Regions from separate parts of the Pan troglodytes genome. Here region 2 is linked to region 1. The links are chromatin contacts, called in public Hi-C maps. All regions are on one chromosome and are shown on one strand. The core of a region is the stretch at or near the end of the contact, and the rest is flanking DNA. Distances in the headings are between cores, read along the strand shown. Region 1 overlaps LOC104004893 (a long non-coding RNA gene). Region 2 overlaps LOC104004893 (a long non-coding RNA gene).

Region 1 (6,004 bases), core at 2,565-5,064:
TGTGTTGGCAGCTTCAAAATATGAGCCTTGAATGACTCTAGTTGAGAACATAGTGAAAGCCATCGTATAACATGCAAAAGCAAAAGTGTTTTGTGTCTCTTCACATGCCATGTTGAGCGTATGTGTGTTGGTATCCAGGGTGGCTGGGAAAAGAGAGTGAAAGTGGGTGGATTCCCTTCTCTCTTCCCCTCTGTCTCTTCTTCCATCTTTCATCCTTGCCTCACATCCTACCCACAGTCCTTTGTAGATGACAGAAGCCACAGAGCTGAGGAAGGAGGGACAGCTGGGGGTGCCACTATGATTTCTGCCACCTGATTCATCCTTAAACATCAAGAAGCTGACTTTCCTAGTGCCTTGGTGGAGGACATGGTAGCTCCTCCAGGTCCTACTGAGAATACTCCAAAGTCCAAAATTAACCAATCCTGATTCCTAAAACAGGTAAAAAAGAACAGTTCTGATGAAAAGGATTTGGGGTGTTTTCTTTTTCTTTTTCAACTTTGATTTTAGAATCAGGGGTACATGTGCAGGTTTATTACAAAGATCTGTTGTGTAATGCTGAGGTTTGGAGTATAATTGATCCTGTCACTCAGTACTGAGCACAGTACCCAACAGTTTGTTTCCACCCTCCCCACCCTGCTCCCCACTTTTGTATTCTCCAGTGTCTATTGTTCTTATCTTTATGTCCATGTGTGCCCAATGTTTAGCTTCCATTTATAAGTGAGCATATTTGGTTTTTCTGTTTCTGCGTTAGTTTGCTTAGAATAATGGCTTCCAGCTGTGTCCATGTTGCTGCAAAGGAAATGATTTCATTCTTTTTTATGGCTGTGTAGTACTCCATGGTGTATATGGACCACATTGACTTAATTGAATCCACCATTGATGGGCACCTGGGTTGATTCCATGTCTGAAAAGATTTAAGTTTTAAAAAATTGTTATAAAAAGCCACCTTCTTTTTTTGAATCTTGCTTTATAACTAGTACAAAGCAAACATCAGATACCTGTGTATATTTATACAATTTTAGTCATTTTCAGAATATTTAACTGAATATAAAACTGTTTTTAAAAGAACATTTTATTTTCTAAAAGTTAGTCTTTTTGTATCATGGACATATAAAAAATAACAAAACTATTTCAGCTCTTTAAAAGCTCATTTCAATAAAAACAAAAAAGGAAGCGCCAGCTTCATGTTCATTTCAGTGGCCACTAATCCAGCCAACACATACTGAATGCCCCTGAGTGCCTAACACAGTGTTAGATACTAATGGCAAAGGGGTGAATCAGATGTGGTCCCTGCCCTTTGAAACTAACTTGCTTTTCAAGAGGCTGTAACTGAGGAACACTCTCTATGGGCAGCTCTTTGGTAGCACAGAGTTCCCCAGGAAGCACTATATAACATCTCCCATCCCTGCTCCATCATGACTCATACGAAAAACTTCTAGGCTGAATTCTGTCAGGAAAAAAAAAAGAAAGAAAAGGAAAATGATAAGTAAATACATTTGACAATAAATTTGAGATCATAAACCTTGGGATTCTTTTTATAATACCACGCACTTCAAAATCAGGCAGTATTTTTCATTTGACGTGGATTTAAAGGTAGCTCAAAGAAAACACAGGATTAACCATAAGTAGTGGGATAGTAAGTGTGAGCCAAGCTTCCAAATAAACACATCAGAGACTTGGGCTAAAAAAAGACAGAACACAAATAACCTCCTCTTGATGTGCCTACAGTTTCATTTAACTGTTCCCAGGTCATGAACTAATTTACCAAAAAGAGGTTAACTCCAGTGCAACCAAACGGCATTTCAGGAAGCAGGTTTTGTGCATATCGCCTGTGGAAGCGGGGCCACTTGAACCCCATCTGTGAAATGCCTCTCGGATGAGCACTTTTTCAAACTCTTTAGTGTATTCTTTTTCAGTGAATGGGTAATGCGTTAGGACATTGGAGAATACAGGCCTTAAGAAACATGAGCTTGGCTTCTTCCCAAGTATTGATGTCTCCAAACCAAAGAATTAGCCTAAATAAATTTGTTTTGAGTGACTGTGTGACCTCGAACAGCCTACTTTCCCTTGGTCAGCTAGATGTGTTTCCTACAAACTGAAGAGCTTAGATGAGCTGCTCTTTCAAGTCCCTTCCAGGACACAGAGGCCCTTCCCAAGAACTCAACACAGGAAAGCTGGCCTCTGCCCCCAGAAGCTTCCAGGCGAAGGAGAACAGTCAAGGAGCCAAAGTCCTAGGTGCTCCGCTGGAGGGTGACTTCCACTCACACCAATCTTCCAAAACCTAGGGACTTGGGACCGAGCAGCGGCATTATATCATTTCCAGGCAAAGCCCAAGTTCTGTCTTCAGTACACACGGTCTCTTTTCGCATTTTGCGCAACATCATTTGCTGCTTCATCTGACCTAACTCAGTGAGTTTCTTGATTTTAATGTGTGTAGAAATTACTTATTGGAGAATTTTATTAAACATGCACATTCTTAAGCCTGGCGTCCAGTGATCCTCTTTTGGGAGGCCTGGGCAAGGGCCACGACGTAGGCACGCTTCACAGGCACCCAAAAGATTCCCATGCAGCAGTGACCCATGAAACATGCTTTGAGGAACACTCATCTGATGGTTCTGGAGTGGGGTTGGTCTCCCTCACAGACTCAGGCTCCTGGGAGCCAGGGACTCATTTGACATTGCAATGAAACAGAGAACATGGAAAGGGACATGCCATGTAGTCAATCCAAATTGGATGAGTAAGTGAATCAATGAATGACTAAGGCACATGCAATACGGAAGGTCATTGTCACCATGAACTGAGACTTTCCGGCAGTGTTGGAGAAGGTAAGGGGAGTGGGAGACGTGGTACAAGACAGGCTTCAAAGCTGGGTCTCTGATGGGTCACCAGAAACAGTAGGGTCCTTGTAAGGCAATGCTTCTTCTCTAGCAGACACATTTATCCAGAGGGAGTCTGTCAGCCTCCATGATATTTTAAGCTGCATCCCTCAAAATGTCATAAAGGAGGATTAAAGTATAAATGATTGTCAGTTCACTCCTGTCCTCCTGGTACTGCGCTGAGCATCTCAGGCTGTTTGGAAGACAGGGGCAGCAAGGGAGGGGAGGAGCAGGGGAGGGCCTTAAAATGTGACTGAACAGAGCCTGCAGAGAATGAGGAGCTCTGGTGTGTCTTGCGGGGCTAACGCAGTTCACAGGCTGCTACTTTTTTGTGACATAGCTTTTATGGGGGGAGAGCCAGAATATTAAGCTCATTGCTTCCAGATGGGAAGGTTGGACAAGACAGAGAGGCTTTGGCTCCGAAAGCTTGGACGCTGTGGTGCGATATGGATGTGACATATTGAAGTAATCGAGATAGAAGATCTGGCTTTAGCCAAGGCTGTCAGATAGATACTTTTTAAAACATTACATGGTTTGTAACAAGGTATTGTGTATCCTCACAGAAACCCTGCCGCCTAGGTCTCTGGGAAGGCAGTGGGGGGAAAAGTGTGCTTATTTTGCTTGAGTTACTAAAGCTCCTTTTATATATGAGGAATTTGGCATCTCCTGGCTGGGAACGGCTGAGCCAACAGTGTCCGATGCACTTGTAATGTAGATCATGCTAGTGACTTGCTAAGTGAGTCCAGGTGTTTGCATAAGAGGCAGGGTCCTAAGCACCTCCTTATTTGAGCCCCGAAGCAATCATGGCCCAGTGCCTCAAATGAGCCTCAAATCTGTTTAATAAATCATCCTTCTATTTATAGAGTTAATCCAGGGAGAAAGCCTCCGTGTTGTCTGGTGGGGCATGTGCCACCAGAGGGCGCCCGATGTCTGCCTCATTCCATCAGAGTGGCTCTCTTGCTGTATCAGGGGTTTTGCCTCCCCTGCAAGCTCCTTTATCCAGTCCTTTCCTTCCTAAGCTTTCAGGCCCTGGATGGCATACCTATGGATCAAAGCCAGGTGGGGCAGGGAGAACCCCCAGACCCTTTCACGAGGGACCCTTTCTCCTCCAGTGTCTTCAGTGAGAACTTCCCTCTGGGCCAGCCTGCCCATGCACGCTATGGAAAGGGAGAGAAGGCCCTGCCTCATTTGGAAATCCTGAGTTTGCAATGTGCTGGTTTACTTGCAATTCTCATGTTCAGAGAGAGTGGGCCCCTTCCCTGGCTAACTTCACACCTGAGAACATGTCGGGGCATCCCTGCGGACCCAGTGTCTGCTTCACATTTCAAAGGCTGGGAACTGTTAAGCTTGTATTTTGATTAAAATTTTGTATTAGCGCCCCCCCCCCTTCAATGTAATTTCAGGATATTTAATTTCAACCAATCATCTGAAGGAAAGTGGGGGGAGGAGGTATCTGATGTGAAACAGCACACGGGGAAAGCCAGCCAAGTTAGAAAATAGAGCAGCTCGGGGCTGTGTCGATGTGACAACTGAAGTCTCTTTTGTTCTCTCAGGCAGGGTCTGAAACCAAAGCCCCTCAAGGACAGGAGATCTACCTCTGGGCTTGGAATCAAGAGGACCAGTCCTTTTGGGAGGCCTCCCTGCTACCTTTGGGGCCTTTGGCAAGTCCCTGAAAGTTTCCAGGTTTCAGCCACCTATTTGGGCTCTGGGGAGAGGAATGCCTACCATTTGCCTCTGGCTCTGGGATTTTAAAAGGAAAAACAGCAGAGTCTTTGGAAAAACCAATCTCTGAAGACCCAGGGTGAACATTAGTTACAACACCCTAGCTTCAAGGTGATGTAAACTTCAGGTACGGAGGTTACACTCAGAGGAATAAAGGAGCATTCGTCAAACATGAGCTCCCCTCGATTGTGGTCTAGGGTGGAGACTAGTTATTCAAGTGTGTGTGGGCCCAGGCAGGCAATGAAAATGTAATTATGGGGGAACGCCCGGCTCAGAACAGGCGTAGAGTAAATAGTTGTTGTTGACTGACTGAAGGAATAAAAGTGGGTCTGATATAAGACAATAGGGAATGGTACAAACCTTGTCAAACTGGAAGGTACATGACTTGAATTTGATGTTCAAACTATTGCTTTTTAAAACACTAGTTTAAACATCTTCTGGCCCTAGAGCTACCAATTTGTATCTCTGTATCCACTTTTATATATTTTAGGCCCATTTAAAAGACCAGGAAAGGAGGAAAATAAATCTAGCAGTATAGGACGTTCTTAATCTTGTCAGTTAACCCTAATTTTAACACCCCATCTCTGTTTGTCATTCTACTTAACCACTTTGGATTAAGCAAATTCAGTCACTTTGGAAATAGTACATGTGGATGGTACCTTATAGGATGAAGGACCGTAACAATATTCTCTAGCGCCAGCCTCTACCTCCACAGGGGGACAGACTGATGAGCCAGATCAACTCCTGCATCTTCTTCCTCAAGGAAAGCCCCCATCAATAAAACCACAAGGTTACAGTGGAGCCAGAGGGAGAGCTGGCCTGAGTTGAGACCTCCTCATGGAACTCATGGCTTCAGTTTCCTAAAATGGGGATTGTACTCCCCTAGCTCTCCTTGCTTCACAGAGCTGTTTGTGACAACTCATGAGTAATGTTATGTGAAAGGGCTTCGCACACTGCAGTGTGCTGAATAAATATAAAGAGTCCATGCTATCCAATTTGGAGACAGAAATTAGAGGACTCCTCCTCACACTAGTTAAGTACATCTCTTAAATTGCTTGGACTGTTGGCGTGGTTCTCGCCAGAGTTGAATATAATTCCTCTGTTGATGGGTCAGCCTTTATTTCCCCCAGTGCTGTTTCTTACTTGAGTTAATGAGTCCAAAGCTCATGTTTGCATGCTACCTCTGACCCTCACTAAGTGCTCACCTGTAGCTCTGCCCTGTCCTCAGAATGATGTGACCCTCAGGGCCAAACACTCCACAGGCTGCACTCTGCCACCTCCAAATCCCCACTAGTGAATCCAATTCTCAGTCATCTGCTTGTTGTATTTCTGTTGTTTCTGTATTCATGTCAAGGATATTTGGCTGCAGAATTCCTGCAATATATTTTAGGTGAATGTGCGGCATG
Region 2 (5,797 bases), core at 2,993-5,492, 130 kb before region 1:
TATCAAAATTTGTGGGATAGAAAAAATGGTGTCTAGAGGAAATTTGTACCATTAAATATTCACATTAGAAAAAAAAGAAAGGTCTATAATCATTGATCTAAACTTCTACCTTAAGAAGCCAGTAACAGATGAGTAAATTAAACCCAAAATAATTAAAAAGAAATAAATGATACAGATTATAGGAAAATCAATGCAATCGAGTACAGAAATTTAATAGAGAAAAAAACAATGAAACCAAAACCTGGGCTGATCAGGAAAAAAGAGAGAAGATAGAAATTACCAATATTAGGAATAAAAGAGCATGACTACAGACCCTAAAGAGATTACTCAGATAACCAGACAATAGTATGAGCAAATACATTGTGTCACAAACAAATTTGCCAACTTAGATGAATTTGACGAATTCCTTAAAAGATACACATTTTAGAAACTGGTATAAGGATAAATAGAAAATTTGATTCACTTTATACCTATTAAAAAACTTAATCTATAAATGTTCTCCTGCGGATGAATATTTTGTTTCAGTTTTTGTAATAAATATTCAATGAATCTTTTTGTGCAACATCGGTGCAGTTTGGCAAGTTATCTCTGAACATTCTAGAATTGTCAAGGTGATTAACATTGCACATATTGATATATACTATCAAATGCTCCTCTAGAAAGCTGTACCAACTTACACTCCCACCAACACCTATTGGAAGAGGCAATTTCCAATGTTTTAAATTTTTCCCAGCAGATGATAAAGTATGTCTTTTGTGTTTAATTACATATCTTGGATTCATAGTGAGACTTAACATTTTTATTATATGTATCATATATTTACTTTTTATCATAATTCTTTTTAGTATAGACTGAGTTGTCTACTTTTCTTTTGGGTGTTATTTTCTGAAAGGTCTTTGATTAGGAATATAACTCTTTTTTCATATATGCTGCAATTATTTTTTTAAAAATTATTATTTAAATGTCAACCTCACAGGTGTGTGTGTGTGTGTGTGTATGTATGTGTGTATGCTACCATGCAAAAGTTAAAAAAATATGTAGACAAGTTTATCAGCCTTTTTATTTATGATTCTGGTTTTCCTAATTTTGAGTCACTTTTGAAAAATGCCAGATTCTTGGACAAAAATCAGGCCTGTCTTCCATATGTGCCGATAGTGTTATAGTATTTATTTTTATGTGTCTACTTTCATCTGATAACTTTCAGTTATTTTTCAAATCAGTTTTATTTAATCTCAGTGTGGTAGATAAAAGGCCCAATTTTTCTTGTTAACAACTTCTTTTTTGTGCTTACCTCTTCTTTGATACCTAGATAAACAAGAGAGAAAAAAAAAAAACTTAAAAACTGGGTCCTTGATCCCTCCCAAACTGATTCTGTGGTCTTTTTAGGCAATATTTTTTGAGTACTGCTTATTATGTGTTAGTCCATATGTTAAGCATCATACTGGTGTAAGCATGAATGAGACATTTTCCCAAGCAATTACCTTATACTAGGAAGGTGTGCTGTGTTCTGTTCTGTTCTCTATGTGGGGAGCGAGGCTCCAGCTCCAATGTGTCACTTCCTGCAGGAAGCCAAATCTAAGACTCTAATACCCACTGCTTGTGTTTATTACTCTATTATTTCTTAAGATAACCTTTTGCAATTGTCTGTATCCCCCATGAGGCTACAAGAGTATAGAAAGCTTGTGTAATTTACGATTATATCTCCTGTACCTCATGAGCTCCTTCCACACAATTGGCCTCAGTATGTGTTGAATGAATTAATGAATAAGTAGGTGCAGAGCCTCCGGCTGATTCACAGATGGATGAAGGATCAGCTTCTCCACAAATGCACAAACAACTGTGACGGTTGAATCACATCCGCCCCCACCAACTTCATCTGTGGAAGCCCTAACGCGGTACCTCAGAATGTGACTATATTTGTACACAGAGCCTTTAACAAGGTGATTCAGTGAAAATGAGGCCAATAGAATCCCTAATCCATATGCCTGGTATCCTTATAAGAGGACATTTGGACACACAGGGAAAGGACCAGGTGAGGACACAGCAAGCCGGCAGCCAGGCCTTAATCTTAAACCCTCAGACTCCAGAATTATGAGAATATCAACTTCTGTTGTTTAAGCCACCCAACCTGTGGTGTTGTGTTATGGCAACCCTAGCAAACTAACACCCAAACCCAGCTGAGATCAGCCCAGCCTCAGCCTTCTGTCCCATGAGTAAATAAAGGCAGATCATTGTAGGCCAGTAAAGTTCTGTGGCTGTTATCCCACATTGTTGTGGCCACAATTAGCTGATAGCTACTTTATCTCTAGGAGCCTCAGCTTTCTTAACTATAAAGTGGGTCTTTTATGCGTGTTCTATTGGGTTTGGGGGAATATATTTAAGAAGCCATTAAGTAAGCCATGTTTTGCTTAACACTTGGCACACAATAAGCATGAATATATTCTTATTATGGCAATGTTCTTTTTCCTAATATTAATCATATTCTGCCCAGTGTTTTCCTGAATTTTATGTTAGGGTTAGTCCCCACTCAGAACAGTTGACTCCTTCATAGTCTTCCTATTTCCTCCAGCCAACCACTGGAAAGCCATAAAGAGTAGACTTTGCTTGGATTGGAAAAGAAAATGTGATACATATGCACCATGGAATACTATGCAGCCATAAAGAAGAATGAAATAATGTCCATTGCAGCCACATGGATGCAGCTGGAGGCCACTATTGTAAGCGAATGAATGCAGGAACAGTAAACCAAATACCACGTGTTTTCACTTATAACTGCGAGCTAGCCACTGAGTACTCATGGACATAAAGATAGCAGCAATAGAAACTGGAGGGAGTGGGAAGGAGGGGGCAAAGGTCAAAAAACTATTGGGTACTAAGTACCTGGGTGACAGGAATTCATACCTCAAATCTTAGCATCATGCAGTATACCCAGGTAACCTGCAGGTGCACCCCTTTAACCTAAAATAAAATTTAAAAAGAAATAAGAGTAAAGAGTAGAATTAGCCATAGCAACAATAGCAGCAGTAGTGGTAATAAAGTGACAATTGTTCTAAAGAAAGTCTCAGAACAAATAGGGAGATGGGAGGAGGGAAATATCTCAGGATGAAGCCTTAGGGAATAATGACAGTTTTGTGGACCAGGAAGCATTTTAGTTGAACTTTGATGAATGATTAGAAGTTTGGGAAATTAAGAGGGTTCAAGTAGACAGGGTGGTGGGTGTCAGTGAAGTGGGAAGCAGTGATTGGCTCCTTTGGGCTGGAGTTCTTGGAGTAAGTGCTGATAGTTTTGGGAAGATTTATCTGGAAGTGTAGCCCAGGGTCATACTGCAGAGGCGATGAGTTTCAGAGAAACACAATTCTCCTCTTCTATTTCCTGTAGGATCCCAGGGTACGGCTGCAAAAGGAGTCTCAGAAGATGACTTACTGAAATCAAGGTACTTTCTTAGTCATTGTGATAGTTAAATGTAGGTGTCAGCTTGACTGTATTCAGGGACACCTAGCTAGCTGGTAGAGCTTTATTTCTGAGTGTGTCTCTGAGGATGTTTCTAGGAGAGACTGGCATTTGCATCAATGGACTGAATAAGGGAGAGCCATCCTCACCTAATGTGGGGGCACCATTCACTCCACTGAGGGCTCCGATGGAAAAAAAAAAAAAAAAAGGCAACGTAATGGTGAATTTGTTCTCTCTCTCTTCCAGAGCTTGGATGCCCTTCTCCTTCTGCCCTTGGATGTCAGAATTCCAGTTCCTCTGGCTTTTGGACTGTAGGACTCACACCAGCATTCCCTGTCCCTACCACCTCCACCACCCACCAGCTTTCAGGCCTTTGGCCTGAGACTGAGAGTTACACCATCGGCTTCCTTGGTTCTGAGGCCTTCATATCCGGACTGAACCATGCAACTGCCTTTCCTGGTTCTCCAGCTTGCAGTCGGCCTGTTGTGACACCTCTCAGCCTTCCTTACAAAGTGAGCCAATCTCCTTAATTAATCATTTCTCCTCTCTCTCTGTCTCTTTCTAGCTTATTGGTTCTATCTCTCTGAAAAACCTTGACTGATTCAGTCATCTTCCTAAAAGAGTTCAGCATTTAATAAAATCCCTCTAACCCACAGGCCTAGTCCTCTCTAGGCTGGTTGCATTAAGGGATAGAAAGTCTGGAGAAGACTTTCCAATCCGGTTTTGGGGGCGAGTCAATTGCATGCGTGAAACTGAAGTTAGCAGGAGAGGGCGCTGTACCCAAAGCTTCAGGGTCTGCAGATGCTCAGAAAGAGCTGTCCGCCTGGTCCAGGCACAGGAGAGAAGAACCAGTGTCCTGGATGAGGGGACCCGGAAGTCTGGAAAGCAGCCAGTATACCTTGGGAAGGGTGGGCGGGAGGCGCAAAGGCAGTCCAGCAAGCACAGAGGGACTGTTGAGGAATAACAGGGTGGGGCAGTTACTGGGGGTAGGAGGTGAGGGAGAATTGTTTGTGACCCACATTGCACAGTCACCTTAGAGTTTTCCAGAAGTGAGTCCTGAGAGGAGGCACATGCAATGACCAGCCATAGCCACTAGGGGGAAGCATTTGCTTGTGAAACCAACGACCTAACCGACCAGTAGCCGACTCAGATTCCTGTCACTATACCCTTGAACTATCCCAAGAAGTGGGGATTGACATTTTCTAATGAATTATAAACTAAGAGACACTACTGCTGACTCTCCCCAGGCTAGGATTCTAGTTTAGCCGCAGGATGACCACAACAGACAAACCTCGCATGCTATTTGCCCATGAGTGGTCACACCCTGGTGATTTGAGGTGCATCCCGTGCACGGTCTCAGAGGTCAAGGTCTCTGAGTCGTCTTCTTTACTTATTGGAGAAGGGACTGTCTTCCTCCTTTTCATCCCTTGGGGCAGCAACATCCAGTTGCTGTTTGAGAAATCTGAAAGGAGACAGACATAGGCCCAACTACTATTGGGACAGCTGTTTTTGTTTGTTTGTTTTTTGTTGTTTGTTTGTTTTGGATAGCTGTTTAATGAATCTCAGTGACAAACTTCAACTCTTCGATTTAGTCCATATCTTGGCTCTTAGGGAGTAGGGTTCACATTTCAGCTTTGCTATTTACTAGCTACATGAACTTGGATCCATCTCTTAACTCTCAGGCCTTTGGTGTACTCATTTAAAATATAATCACAGAGCTGCTGTAAAGGTTAAATTAGAACCATATATGTAAAGCATCAGCACATAAAAAGAGCTCCAATGTGAGTACCCTTTATTCTTTGAATGATTTTCTTAACCAATCAGCCTTCCCTTAACAGGCCCAGCCTGTTGCTGTTGCTTCCAGTTATCGAAAGGATTATTAGGTGCTTGTGCACATTTCAAGTTTCCTTGTGGATGAAGATCCCATAATTTTCATTAGAGTATCACCTCTCAAACTTCAGACATTTTGATACCAACTTTATAGTTGTTGCTATGTCTGCTATCCATTTGCACTATTATTTATTAAATATTTTTTAAATCAACTCTTTTTTAAAAAACTTAATTTTAAGAGGAAACTTTATGTCATTTTTATAACTGGAAAACTAGTATCACATGCAATAAATAAAAAGGTTAACATAAAAATAACCATTAAAAGAAACCAAGTGATTAAATAGTGCATTACATAAATAATAGATACACCAATCAATATATTAAAATATTCCTGAGGATCTGCAGTAAGCTGTACCAGCCCTAGGTAATTTTAATAAGTCATTTAATACACAGATACAATGATTAGTGCATTTCAATAATCATAACAAGCCACAAACATATTTAGAGTTGTAAATAA

What was found. Hi-C and Micro-C count contacts between places; a contact is called where the count stands out from the background.
Region 2: a Hi-C map of induced pluripotent stem cells shows a contact between it and region 1, with 2.3 times the contacts expected there. The contact joins two enhancer-like sites. A contact is called at or near these places in 2 of 7 Hi-C or Micro-C datasets (induced pluripotent stem cells and stem cell-derived neural progenitor cells).

The regions. Positions count from the first base shown.
Region 1 is chr12:104,353,796-104,359,799 of NHGRI_mPanTro3-v2.0_pri, reverse strand. It overlaps LOC104004893 (a long non-coding RNA gene), which reads left to right. Exons shown (of 12, transcript XR_010149624.1): 12 at 1-1,801. Among named protein-coding and RNA genes, the nearest start is that of RDH14, 41 kb to the right of the region's middle. Within about 2 kb of position 3,814, at least 3 of the 24 cell types and tissues checked have an H3K27ac peak or open chromatin away from gene starts, as enhancers often do. A contact at or near this core is called in induced pluripotent stem cells, where this site is marked.
Region 2 is chr12:104,487,231-104,493,027 of NHGRI_mPanTro3-v2.0_pri, reverse strand. LOC104004893 (a long non-coding RNA gene) reads left to right here. Exons shown (of 12, transcript XR_010149624.1): 6 at 2,570-2,717; 7 at 3,379-3,433; 8 at 3,697-3,962. Among named protein-coding and RNA genes, the nearest start is that of RDH14, 170 kb to the right of the region's middle. Within about 2 kb of position 4,242, at least 2 of the 24 cell types and tissues checked have an H3K27ac peak or open chromatin away from gene starts, as enhancers often do. A contact at or near this core is called in induced pluripotent stem cells, where this site is marked.